2 separate regions of the Sus scrofa genome follow, and region 2 is linked to region 1. Evidence: chromatin contacts called from public promoter capture Hi-C data. All regions are on one chromosome and are shown on one strand. Each heading gives the region's core, a stretch centred on a gene start, on an enhancer-like site or on the middle of the called end of the contact. The rest is flanking DNA. Distances are from core to core; before and after follow the strand shown. Region 1 holds the start of PDCD7 (programmed cell death protein 7). Region 2 holds the start of CLPX (ATP-dependent Clp protease ATP-binding subunit clpX-like, mitochondrial).

Region 1 (6,199 bases), core at 235-2,734:
TTCTGTTTTGGAAGTTGTTAAAAAGCATAAGTCATGTTTTTAAATTAAAAACAACTGAGTATAACTACAATTTGTATCTTGAAACCTGTTTTGGCATTTGAATAAAGCAAAAAGATTAAATGAAAGCCATTGTGGTGGTATGTTCATAATGCAGTGCCATTAAAAAAAAAATTACTTTTTTTTTTTTTAAATCAGTTTTTTTCATATATGTTTGTTGTGGCAGCAGCAGGGAAAGAGAAAGGGAACTTTCTTCACACTTGCACGAAGGATGTGATAGTGACCAAAGATGACAGGCAAAAATTTCTCCATGTGTTGGCATTCAAAAAAAAGTTGCCAGGTCCGTGGTCACCAGTCTGCGGTCTTCAGTCCGCAGTCTCAGGAAAGGATTCATATATCATGGGCTGCTTTATTCTAGTGACTGATTAATCCTTGACACTTTGATATGCCTCTAGAAAATTCTCCTAGTTGTAGATTCCACAGACAAAAAAGATCTGTTTATATTAATTATCCTGCATGGGTCCCACACTAGGAACACTGATCAAGCTTTCCAAGAAGCTTACTAATCTAGTACGGGAGGTAAAAACAAACATCAATGCATTATAATAATGGAAGTCAGATAGGTGCCAAGTGTGGTGGCACAGAAGGTGATAGTCTCTAAAGATCTGGAAGAACAGGTAGGAGTTTGCCAGAAAGGAATAACGAAAATTAAATCAAAATCTCAGAAATGTAAAACAACTAGGGAGTTTTAGGAGTTGAGAAATAGGCAAGTACAACTTCATGTCACTCCTCTGAGATGACCATTTAATATATTCTTTCCCCTCTCCATCCAACTGAAAATTTTGCCTTTCATTGAGAAACTGTCAAAAGATGGAACTCGTCTTCCCACCATCAAATCTGTAAATCTACCTTCTTCAGCACCCAACCTTTCTCTCCAGTTATAGCTGAAAGTTCTTTTTTATCAAAACTCAGTCATTCTACTTTATTATGAGGGGATCCCATTATCCCCTCTCGTATCTCAAGGCCTTCAGTTCTTTTATTATCTCTATTATCGGTCGTCTACTGAAACATTCCCAGCAGCATCTGAACACTGCCTAGTATTTCCTATTTCATGGAAGACCTTCCAAGCTTATTTCTTCCTTGTCTTACCAACTGTACCATAAGTCCCACTAGGGTGAAGACCATGCCTATTTTGGTAACTATAACCAGCACCTACATAGTGCTTCATGTATTTGGTGCTCCATACATTTAAAAGGAAAATTACATCTTGTATGCCAGGTTAGTTGTAATTTTATGCAGAAAGTAGGGGGAGCCATTAAAAGGGTTTTAAGCAGGAGATGGGTATCACTAGATGTGTGTTTTAGATTGTTGGGAAGGGAAAGCTCTTAGGTAAATGGAGGGAAACATAACTAGAGGTTTACTTGTGGACATTTCTTCAGCACTTGCTGTTTATCTCCTACCTCATCATTTTCTTCCCGTTTTACTGATCACTTCTCATCAGCATGCAAAACATAACCCCTTTGAGCCTACATCTTTACAATAAGTTACAAGTTCATCTTGCTGTTTCCAATTCCCTTCCAGGCTTTGATTCTGAGAAGAGAGGCTGATGGAAGGTTTCACACAGAGAAATAGCATATTCAGACTATGTTTTAAAAGACCACTCTGGTTGCAGTGTAGTGAACAGGCTATAGAAGAGCAAGGATGTAGTCAGGGACACTCAGGGCTGTTATAATAAACTGACTAGAAGATGATGAATTAGACTAAGATTATAGCAATTTAAGTGGAAGAGTGGATGGATAGGTGTTTTTGCAAACTTGATGAAAAGTGGTATTCCCTGTTCTTCAATTGGAAAACTCAATATTATAAAGATGTCTGTTATCTTTGTTAATTTATAAATTTAATATTCCAATAAAATGCCAACAGGTTTTAAAATTGAAACTAGGCAAATGGATTCTAAAGTTCATCTGGAAAAAAATGGTAAACAAGCAAAATGACAATGCAAATTCACAGGGCTTGCTCTGTGTTGCTCTGTTCATCTAATGCAACATCTCTATGAGGTAGATACTCCTATCAACTCTTCTTCAGCCCAGAATGGTTAAGTAGCTTTCCTAAGGTCATACAACTAGTAAGTAGCAGCCAGGGTTTAACCCCAGGTAGACTAATTCCAGAGCCTCTCCACTTAGCCAACACACTGAAGAATGAAGAGGACCTGCATCTTCTATTTTAAAAATATTATAAACCTTTAAATACTTAAGTGTATGCCAGTGCATGAATGAACAGACCAATGGAAAACAATGTTAAGTACAGAAATAGATCTCAAATATTCATGGATAAACATGGGAATTTAGTATTGGAAAAGGTGCTCTTTCTTTTCTTTTTTCTTTTTTTGGTTTTTAGGGCCACACCCATGGCATATGGAAGTTCCCAGGCTAGGGGCTGAATTGGAACTGCAGCTGCGGACAAATGCCACAGCAACACTAGATCTGAGCCATATGCTGCAGGTGTGGCCCTAAAATGACAAAAAATAAACATGTAACTGGCATATGAACTAGCAACTGAACTTCTGGGCATTTGTTCCTGGGAAATGGTTTGTGTTAGCACAAAAAACTGTATACACCTGTTTATAGCAGATTCATTCATGATAGCCCCCAGATGGAAACAAATCAAATATCTTTCAGCATGTGAATGATTAAAACAAAATGTAGTTTCATTTTATCCACACTTTTGCACACTTTTATTGTAATAAAAAGGAGCACTGATACAAGAACCTGGATGTATCTCTAAGGAATTACGCTGAGTGAAAACAGCAAATTCCAAAAGGTTATGTACTGTATGATTCCATTTATATAACTTTTTTTTTCTTGCCCCACCCAGGTCATGGAAGTTTCTGGGCTAGGGATCGAATCCCTGCCCCAGCAACGACCCAAGAGGCTGCAGTGACAACTCCGGATCCTTAATCCGCTGAGCCACAAAAGAACTCCCTATATAACATTCTTGAAAGGACAAGTTATAGAAATTGAGGATTAGTGGTTGCCAGAGATAAAGTAAAGGAAGTGGATGTGACTATAAAAGGGCAAGTGAGGGATCCTGGAAGCATGGAAATGTTCTGTATCTTCACCATCAATGTCAACATCCCGGTTGTGATATTGTAATATAGTTTTGCAAGCTACTACCATTGGGAGAAACTGGGTAAAGAATACACAGGATTTTGCAATACTATTTATTAAAACTGCGTATGAACTTAAAATTATCTCAAGGAGTTTAGTTTTAAAAATCTAGTCATGTGGCACAGCCTTCCCTTCTGCTTAAAATCCTCTAGTAGTTTCCCACCGTTCTTAAGATATGAAATCTCGGACGCTACGATCTTGCCCACTTCCCAGAATTACCAGGCTCCCTTCATGCTATCTGAGCTTCATCCACACTGGCATTCTTTCACCTCCCTCACCAGACCTACTCCTACACTCTACTACCACAGGGCTGTTGTAAATGCTGCTCCCATCTGTGTCTTCCTCTCTACGTCCACTTCTGCTACAGAACTCATACTTACCCTTCACACCTCAGATGAGGTCTCAAATCCTTAGGAATGCCTTCCCCCAACCTCTTTAAATCAAATTCTCCTATAAGCTCCTCTTACCCTCTTTTCCTCTTTGACAGCCGTTACATTCACCGCTGAGCTTCCGTATTTGCTTGCATGATTACTGGTGTCGCGCGAGGTACTACGTCACTTCCTCCCGGAAGACACTTTCTTGCGGAACCACTCAGATTCCTGTCACTTCTCAAGAGTCCCTCCTTGGTAGCCATGGCCCTGCCGCCCTTCTTCGCTCCGGGTCGCCCGGGCCCGCCGCCCCCGCAGCCGCCGCCTCCCGCTCCTTTCGGCTGTCCACCACCCCCGCTACCCTCCCCGGCTTTCCCGCCGCCTCTTCCCCAGCGGCCCGGTCCCTTTCCGGGGGCCTCCGCCCCCTTCCTCCAGCCCCCGCTGGCTCTGCAGCCCCGGGCCTCCGGGGAAACCTCTCGCGGCAGCAGTGGCGGCGGCGCCTTCTACCCGGTGCCGCCACCACCGCTGCCTCCGCCGCCGCCCCAGTGCCGGCCCTTCCTGGGGACCGACGCGGGTGAACGCCCGCGGCCGCCGCCTCCAGGCCCGGGGCCGCCCTGGAGCCCGCGCTGGCCTGAGGCACCGCCGCCGTCCGACGTGCTGGGGGACGCGGCTCTGCAGCGCCTGCGCGACCGGCAGTGGCTAGAGGCGGTGTTCGGGACCCCGCGGCGGGCTGGCTGTCCGGTGCCCACGCGCGCGCCCGCCGGGCCCAGTCTGGGTGAGGTGCGCGCCCGGTTGTGTGGGGCCCTGCGCCTGGTGCGGCGGCTGCGCGACCTGGGCCAGGCCTTGCGCGACGCCGAGGCCGACGGCGCGGCTTGGGCACAGCTGCATGCGCAAGCTCAGCCTCTGCGCGCCGAGCTGGCCGAGCGACTACAGCTGCTGACCCAGGCCGCCTATGTGGGCGAGGCGCGGCGCAGGCTGGAGAGGGTCCGGCGCCGCCGGCTGCGGCTTCGTGAGAGGGCCAGGGAACGCGAGGCCGAGCGGGAGGCGGAGGCCGCGCGCGCAGCGGAGCGAGAGCAGGAAATTGACCGCTGGAGGGTCAAGTGCGTGCAGGAGGTGGAGGAGAAGAAGAGGGTAAGAGCACCGATGCACACGAGGGCGGGGCTGGTGGTGTTTGGCATCTGGTGGGGCCTGAGGCTTTGCCTTGTCATTTCCCTCTTTTTTCTCATCCGTAAAATAGAAAGTTAGCTTGCCTTCCTGATCTCCTATCTAAATATTGATTGCGTGTTAATGGTGTATAGTACATGTTCTAGGTGCACTGCAAAGTCCTGTAAACACAAAGTATAGGATTATACAGTGGTTTGACAGGGATGACAGAATTTGTTTCCTGCTCCAACGCTCTGGGCACTTAGTAACAATCAAGGAACAAGCATCTGGGTCCTTGTGTCTTGTACTGCTCTAGGTGATTTTAAGAGTACAAAATAAAAAGAACGTGGGGCCTTTTTTCAAGGAACATATATCCTAATTGGTCAATGGGGCAATATTGTTGATTTCTCCAGGATTCCTTTGTTTACAAGTTTTAAACCATATATCCCCAAGTTCAGTAGTAGTGTTTCTGAGCACTTATTACATACTAGGCCCTATGCCAAGGTCCTTACCTATGCCAGATCTTGAATCCTTGTAACAGCCCTGAGAGGTAGGCAGTATTACCCCAATTTTAGAAATTAGGAAATTGAGGCACAGAGAGGGTAATTTGCCTACAATCAAACAACTGTGTGGTAGTTTTCTTCCTGATTTGAGTCCATATTGATTCCAAAGCCTATTGATCTCAAATTCTTAAGTAGAGGGCCAAGGTGAAACTGGAAATTGGTCAAATAGTTGTTTAAGTTAGTCTCATTGCTTTTGGGTACCTCTAGGGACTTCCTCCCTCCATTCTGCACAACACCTAGTACTTCCTTCTCCTTGTGCCTGCTACTGCCCTGGAGTCTAATACAACTGTTCTTTGAAGTGTATTGACACAAGCTTTGCTTCACACCTCCAGGAATATATAAGTGTTTTAAAGGAGAGTACTTGGGAGTTCCTGTCATGGTGCAGGGGAAATGAATCGACTAGGAACCATGAGGTTGCGGGTTTGATCCCTGGCCTTGCTCAGTGGGTTAAGGATCCGGCGTTGCTGTGAGCTGTGGTGTAGGTCGCAGAGACAGCTCGGATCCCGAGTGGCTATGGCTCTGGCGTAGGCTGGCAGCTACAGCTCCAATGAGACCCCTAGCCCAGGAACCTCCATATGCTGCGGGTACAGCCCTAAAAGGGCAAAAACACACACACACACACACACACACACACACACAAGGAGAGTACTTGGAGGCAGTGCCTTAATTGAAGGGAGTTTGAGCCTGGTTTAACAGACATATAATGAGAGCCCATTATGGCAGGCCCAGTGCTAGGTGCTGGAGATACAAATGAGTAGGACATAGTATTTGTCATTGAGGGGCTTAGAGCACCATGGGGAATTATGTCTGTATAGTATAGTGTATGTTAGGATTTCAATTGTAGGTGCTATGAAAACCCAGAGAAGGAATATCTAAGGGAGGCTTCCTGGATGATTTGGTGACATCTCAGCTGAGTCTTGTAGGAAATGTCAAAGCCAAGTGAAAGCAACAAATATAGTTG
Region 2 (5,409 bases), core at 1,478-3,977, 50 kb before region 1:
ATGATATAAGGATATATTACAGAACAGTATAATGTATTCCTATGTCATCACACCAGTGGCACATATATTTGTTTTTCTTACCTACTGCCTTATCTTCCCCACTAAAATGGAAGCTCCATGAGAGAAACTTCTTTTTAACATTTTTGGCTCATGTGGTTTCCTCAGTGCCTGGCATGTAATTGGTGCTTACTAAATTTTGTTGACTGAATGAATAAGTCAAGTTCTTAGGATATTCAGAGAAACAAAGGATTCATGGAGTGCCCCCAGAGGAGCCTTAACTATGCTTTTATTTAGCTTGCTTTATAGCAATCGGTAGATTTTAGCAAACAGTTTATTTCTACAATAAATAAGAAAATGTGTATATAACTGAAATAGAAAATGTGTATATAATTGGAATGAAAGGAATTTAAATTGGGTGTTAAGAGTCGATGAGACCCTCTAAGCTTATTGCTAGGTTTTCCTAGAATCAGTTCTTTTCAAACATTATTTTAAAACAGAACAACTATATTTTCAAACAAAATATGATAAATGAAACAGATAAAAGTAAAGCTGCTCTGGAGTTCCCACTATGGCTCAGCGGCAATGAATGTGACTATAATCTGTGAGGATGCAGGTTCGATCCCTGGCCCTGCTCCAGTGGGTTAAGGATCTGGCATTGCTCTGGCTCTGGTGTAGGCTGGCAGCTGCAGCTCAGATTCGACCCCCATCCTGGGAACTTCCATATGCCACAGGTGTGGCCCTAAAAGTTCAGAAAAAAAAAAAAAAGCAGAGCTGTTCTGAGCTCTGATTGACGTTGGGGTGGCATGGAGAAGGAGGCAGGGGAGGTCCACCCTCTTAGTTACCTCATCCCACCAAAGAGCTATCTATGGCTTCTGAGGGATTCTAAGAATACAGTTTGAAAACTGAATTGGAGGAACTTTTTTTTTCTTTTTGGCCGTCCCTTTGATGTCAAAAAGATGTTACCGGAATCGGGGTTCTTGTTCACGCAGCTGATGAGTGAACTCTGCAAACACACAGGCAGCAAGCAAGCAAAGTCTTTATTACAGGAAAGCAAATAGTTCCCAGTGCTGCCGGGAGGGGGGAGAAGAGCCCCTGTTCTCTATTGTCTTATAGGGGTTTTTAATCCCTTAAAGATGGGGGGATACCAACACGGGGTCCAGAAAGATGTTTTTTTTTTCCCATTGGCCTTGCCCAGTTACCTATATCAGTCCTTGTCCAGTAGAGGTTGTAGGGGTGTAAATTTCCTGTAAGTCTCATTGTTTCTTTGCCCTTTTTGTCCCGTAAACTGAGTCACAGTTTACCTGGGTGTGTAGGTACATTCCCTATAGTAAACAAGGCGTGTGGGGAGGTTACTCCCTGGACCTCTTAAGCCACAATGTTAATCAACAGCCATATCAAAGAAGGCATTGAGGCCCATGCTCCTACACTGACTACCTGAGTTATTATTCTGCCTTAATCTGGCCAGGGATCAGAACCATGCTGCCACCTACACCGCAGCTGAGCCAACACCAGATCCTTAACCCACTGTCTGTGCCTGGCGGGGGATTGAACCTGTGTCCCAGCGCTCTGGAGACGCTGCCGATCCCCTTGTGCCATAGCGGTAACTCCCGGAGGAACTTCAGAGTCTCTCTTCTTCAAAATTCTATTAATGATGGCAGGTAAGACCTGGGCTCTCTTTTGGTCCCTGCCCCTTTAAGGTGAGGAAGTTACCAGGAATCAGCTCCAGGAGAGACAAAAACACACATGTGTGGCCTGGAGCCAAGGCCAGTACCCCTTTTCATGGCCAGACCCAGGGAACTAGAAGCCACATTTCTCTGATCCAAGATTGATAAAGGCTAAATAACTTGACGTTGGCTTGCGTTCTCCCGGGCCCCTCCTTCCCTGCCCGCCTTGTACCCGCTCAGAACTAAAAGTCTCCAAGCTCATTCAGCAATTTCTCTGGGCTTCCGAGTTGATCAGAATTTTATATACAGAGTAAATAGTCTGTTGCCAACCGAGATGAGAAGAGAGTTTGATTCATTTGTCACCATCCTGCACCTTGTCAGCTAGCTGGTTGATCTCCTTTACAGATCCAGCGAGGAACCAGGCATGCAAACAAGGGTAACAGAAGAGAGATTAAAGAACAGTTTTTACCAGGGTGTGGTCAGGTTTAAGTGAACTGACAAAGGCGTGTAAAGCACCCAGGGACTAGAACAGCTGGAAGAGTTATCACCACTAGGCCTGAAAAAAACAAGGGAAGAGAATGGTCTTCCAACAGTTGGGAACTTGGTAAAAAACACCTCCACTTCCATGTTACAAATGAGTAATCTAAAGATAAGGAAAAGATAAGGAACATAGGATGTGGATGGGTAAGGAACTTATTGACTCTTACTGAAATGGCGGCTTTCAAAACTCCTCCTGGGGCTGGCTAAGCCACGGGTCTCACTTGGACGTACCCAGCCACCAGTCGAAAATGACCAGTTTATTGCTAGGAGTTGGGACTACTACTCCCGGCATGCATTTCTCTGCTTCTAGCGCAAACTTTTCAACGCTAGGATAAAGAGAATTGTGTGCCGGGACTTGTAGTTCCCTGCTTGGGGTGGGACGTCTCCTGGAGCGCGCTCATTGGCGCTGAGGTCACCGCCCCCTTCCCCTCGCCCTACCTCAGCGTCTCACGCACGCACACGCGTGCCCACGCCCCCTCCCTAGGCCCAGGGCGCAGGCGCGCGCACGCTCCTCGGACCCCGTAGGCGGGGCGGGGAGGGGGGCCGGGGGAGGAGGAGGGGGAAGTTGTGGGGGGGGCGAGGTGTCTATTGAGTAGAAGGCAGTGGGTTATGAAGAGCGCGAAGGCCCTGTTTTCAGGCGGGTGGACTCTGCACTGGGCCTAGAGCCGGCAGGAGGTTCCGGAGCCAAGCCAGCGAACCTTGAGAGTAGCCATCGACCGCTGAGAGCCGGAGGGCAGTAGGGGCGAAGCCCCGGCCTAAGCCGCGCGGAGATGTCGGGCTGTGGCGCTTGTACTTGCGGCGCCTCCGCCGCGCGGCTCATCACCTCGTCGCTCGCCTCCGCGCAAAGAGGTAACGAAGTAGTCCTGACCCGAGCCCTTTGCCTAGTCGCCGGCGGTGAGGATCCGGTGGAGGGCAGGAGGCTTGCCTATCCCATCCCGAGGGTGTGAGGGGGTGCGCGGCCCTTCTCCTGGCACCCCTCACTTTCCGTGTGATGGGGCTCTGCCAACCTCTGAAGCAGCTGTTTCTTACTTTTGAAGCGAGCCCCTTGTGCTCCCCCTCACGGCCGCTTTCAGGCCTTCTGACACTGGGGCCAGAATGTGCCTACTTCGCAGAAACTCTGAGCTACAGGCACAAAATACTCGGTTCGTTGAAGTGTCCCAGACCCCACTTAAAGCTCCGCCAGGTACTGCCGCTTGCCCTGGCTGCGGCTCCCCTTCCGGAGCCCGGCCGGGTGCCCCTTGGGCCTGTTGGGGACTGCGGGAAGGGCTCAGGTGAGGGGCTGCCGCGGGGGGCCGAGCCGGCGGTCTGGGACGCAGGCAGCGCGAGGCTGGCAGTGTCACAGTTGCTGTGTGGCCCCGCACACCGGGACGTAAACGGGACTCGCCGTACTTTTCAAGGCCCACAGGAAAGAGCCCGAGGAGATGGAAATTCCGCAGAAATTGTTTTTGAACTACTTAGGTGTCTCAGCAGTTGTTTGCGGATTTTCTGAACTTGACGGTGCCAAGTAGTTTTTAAGGGTGATTCTTGTTTACCTTTCTTTTCTCTTTATCGGGAGATGTGAAAGAGTGGCACTCCGGCCAAGAGATTTCCGGAAAAGAAACCATTTTTTCTCTTCCCCAAGTCTATAAATATCAGACGAGGCTAGGTCCTGCTGGGTCTTGTAACCACTAACTTGTAGACAAATTCATTTTGTTCTGGATTATCAGCTTATGATCTCTGGATTTTCAAAATGCTCCCTTTTCCTATTTTTAGCTGAATTGCGAAGTCCTTATCATTTACTAAATGTTTGTTTTTTGACCGTTTATTTCACAAAGAGGGATTAAATGATGTGTGGGCAGGAGCATTTTGTAAAATGGTACATAAATCCAAAGGAGGGAATTTAGTTCCAAGAGACTGTTAAACCTGAACAAGTGGATGCCGCTATTCTAGGAATTTGAGTTTAGTGGAAGTGACATATATTTAAATTCATTTGTTTGACAAATCTGAAGAGGGCCTACTATGGGCCAAGGCCCTCTTTTGTTGATGGATATGGAACAGTGAACAAGTCCTCACCTTCAAGTTTAAATCCAGTGAAGTAGGCAATGATATTGTTTCTGGGCCTGTATAAGGTATGTGTATGTTCTCTATGGATAGGGATGGCTTCTTTGACAAAGTCCTTTATCTCTTTCCATCACTTGTCCCAGAACACTATAAATTATAGGAAGTGTGCAGTTATATCTTTCTTTTTCTTTTCAAAACAACAGCTGCTTTAAAAAACCATGCCGTGGGAGCGGCCCAAGAAACAGCAACAACAACAACAACAACAACAACAAAAGACAAAAAAGACAAAAAGACAAAAAAAAAATTAAATCCATCATTAGGTAAATCAACAAAAGTTAATGACTTATTTAAGAATTACCTATTTGTTTTTCAGTTAATGTAAGTTTACTAGAAGTTTTCAGACATACCAAACCATAATTTTCACTGTAAAGGAGTAGATTAGACTATGAGACATTATAGAACTTAGTATTTCTGTATGACAATATCATTATAGAATTTAGTATTTTTACATGATAGTGAAACAGCAAATGGTTTCACTTGGATTGAAGATTCTCCCAAGGCTTAATTATATAAAATGTTTGCTTTCCATGGTAGAAACTCTGAAAGTATGCATGAGTCTACAACAGTATAGAGATATTTTCTTTGAGGACTTAAAAGCCTCCAGGAGGGTTATTTTTATTTTAGGATTCCTGGAAAGAGGAAGAGAGGTGAAAGAAAAATCAGAGTTGAACATTAGCTAGTTTCTTATAAACAAAGTATTTCAGCCACATAATTTAAACAAATAATTTCATCAGTATACTCTTGTAATTGGAAATTATACTTGAGTTAAGAATAAAATACTGCTATTCTGTATTTCTACTGGTTTTTCTGTCATGTTAGACTTTAAAAATTTTATAGGGTAGTTTGAAAAGTTATTTGGTATATTGTACCTTTACCCTAACCCCAACCCAGATTATTTGGTAGATTGTACTAGACACTGGCTTTATTTTCTTTTCCTGATGAGCTCTATGTATCCAATGCAATGTGTATTTCTCACATAAACTTAAAATATGAGACAGTATCCAATATTGTTGTATAATTTAGTATTTTTATGTGACAGTATAAATATTTAAAGATTGCAGAGTTCTGGTTGTGGCTTAGTGGTAAGGAACCCGACTATATCCAT

The links. Promoter capture Hi-C pulls out the DNA fragments that hold promoters and counts their contacts.
Region 2: a contact with region 1 is called in a promoter capture Hi-C map of liver, with 2.5 times the contacts expected there. The contact joins the promoter of CLPX here to the promoter of PDCD7 in region 1. A contact is called at or near these places in 2 of 5 promoter capture datasets (fetal liver and liver), 9 of 47 Hi-C or Micro-C datasets (alveolar macrophages, blood, embryonic fibroblasts and 2 more) and 1 of 2 datasets of contacts at active chromatin or transcription factors (alveolar macrophages).

Annotation. Positions count from the first base shown.
Region 1 is chr1:163,167,813-163,174,011 of Sscrofa11.1, reverse strand. It overlaps PDCD7 (programmed cell death protein 7), which reads left to right and starts at 1,484. Exons shown (of 6, transcript XM_003480441.4): 1 at 1,484-4,663. The coding sequence starts at 3,689. CLPX (ATP-dependent Clp protease ATP-binding subunit clpX-like, mitochondrial) reads left to right here. Exons shown (of 14, transcript XM_021100084.1): 14 at 1-125.
Region 2 is chr1:163,219,385-163,224,793 of Sscrofa11.1, reverse strand. It overlaps CLPX (ATP-dependent Clp protease ATP-binding subunit clpX-like, mitochondrial), which reads left to right and starts at 2,727. Exons shown (of 14, transcript XM_021100084.1): 1 at 2,727-3,053. The coding sequence starts at 2,975.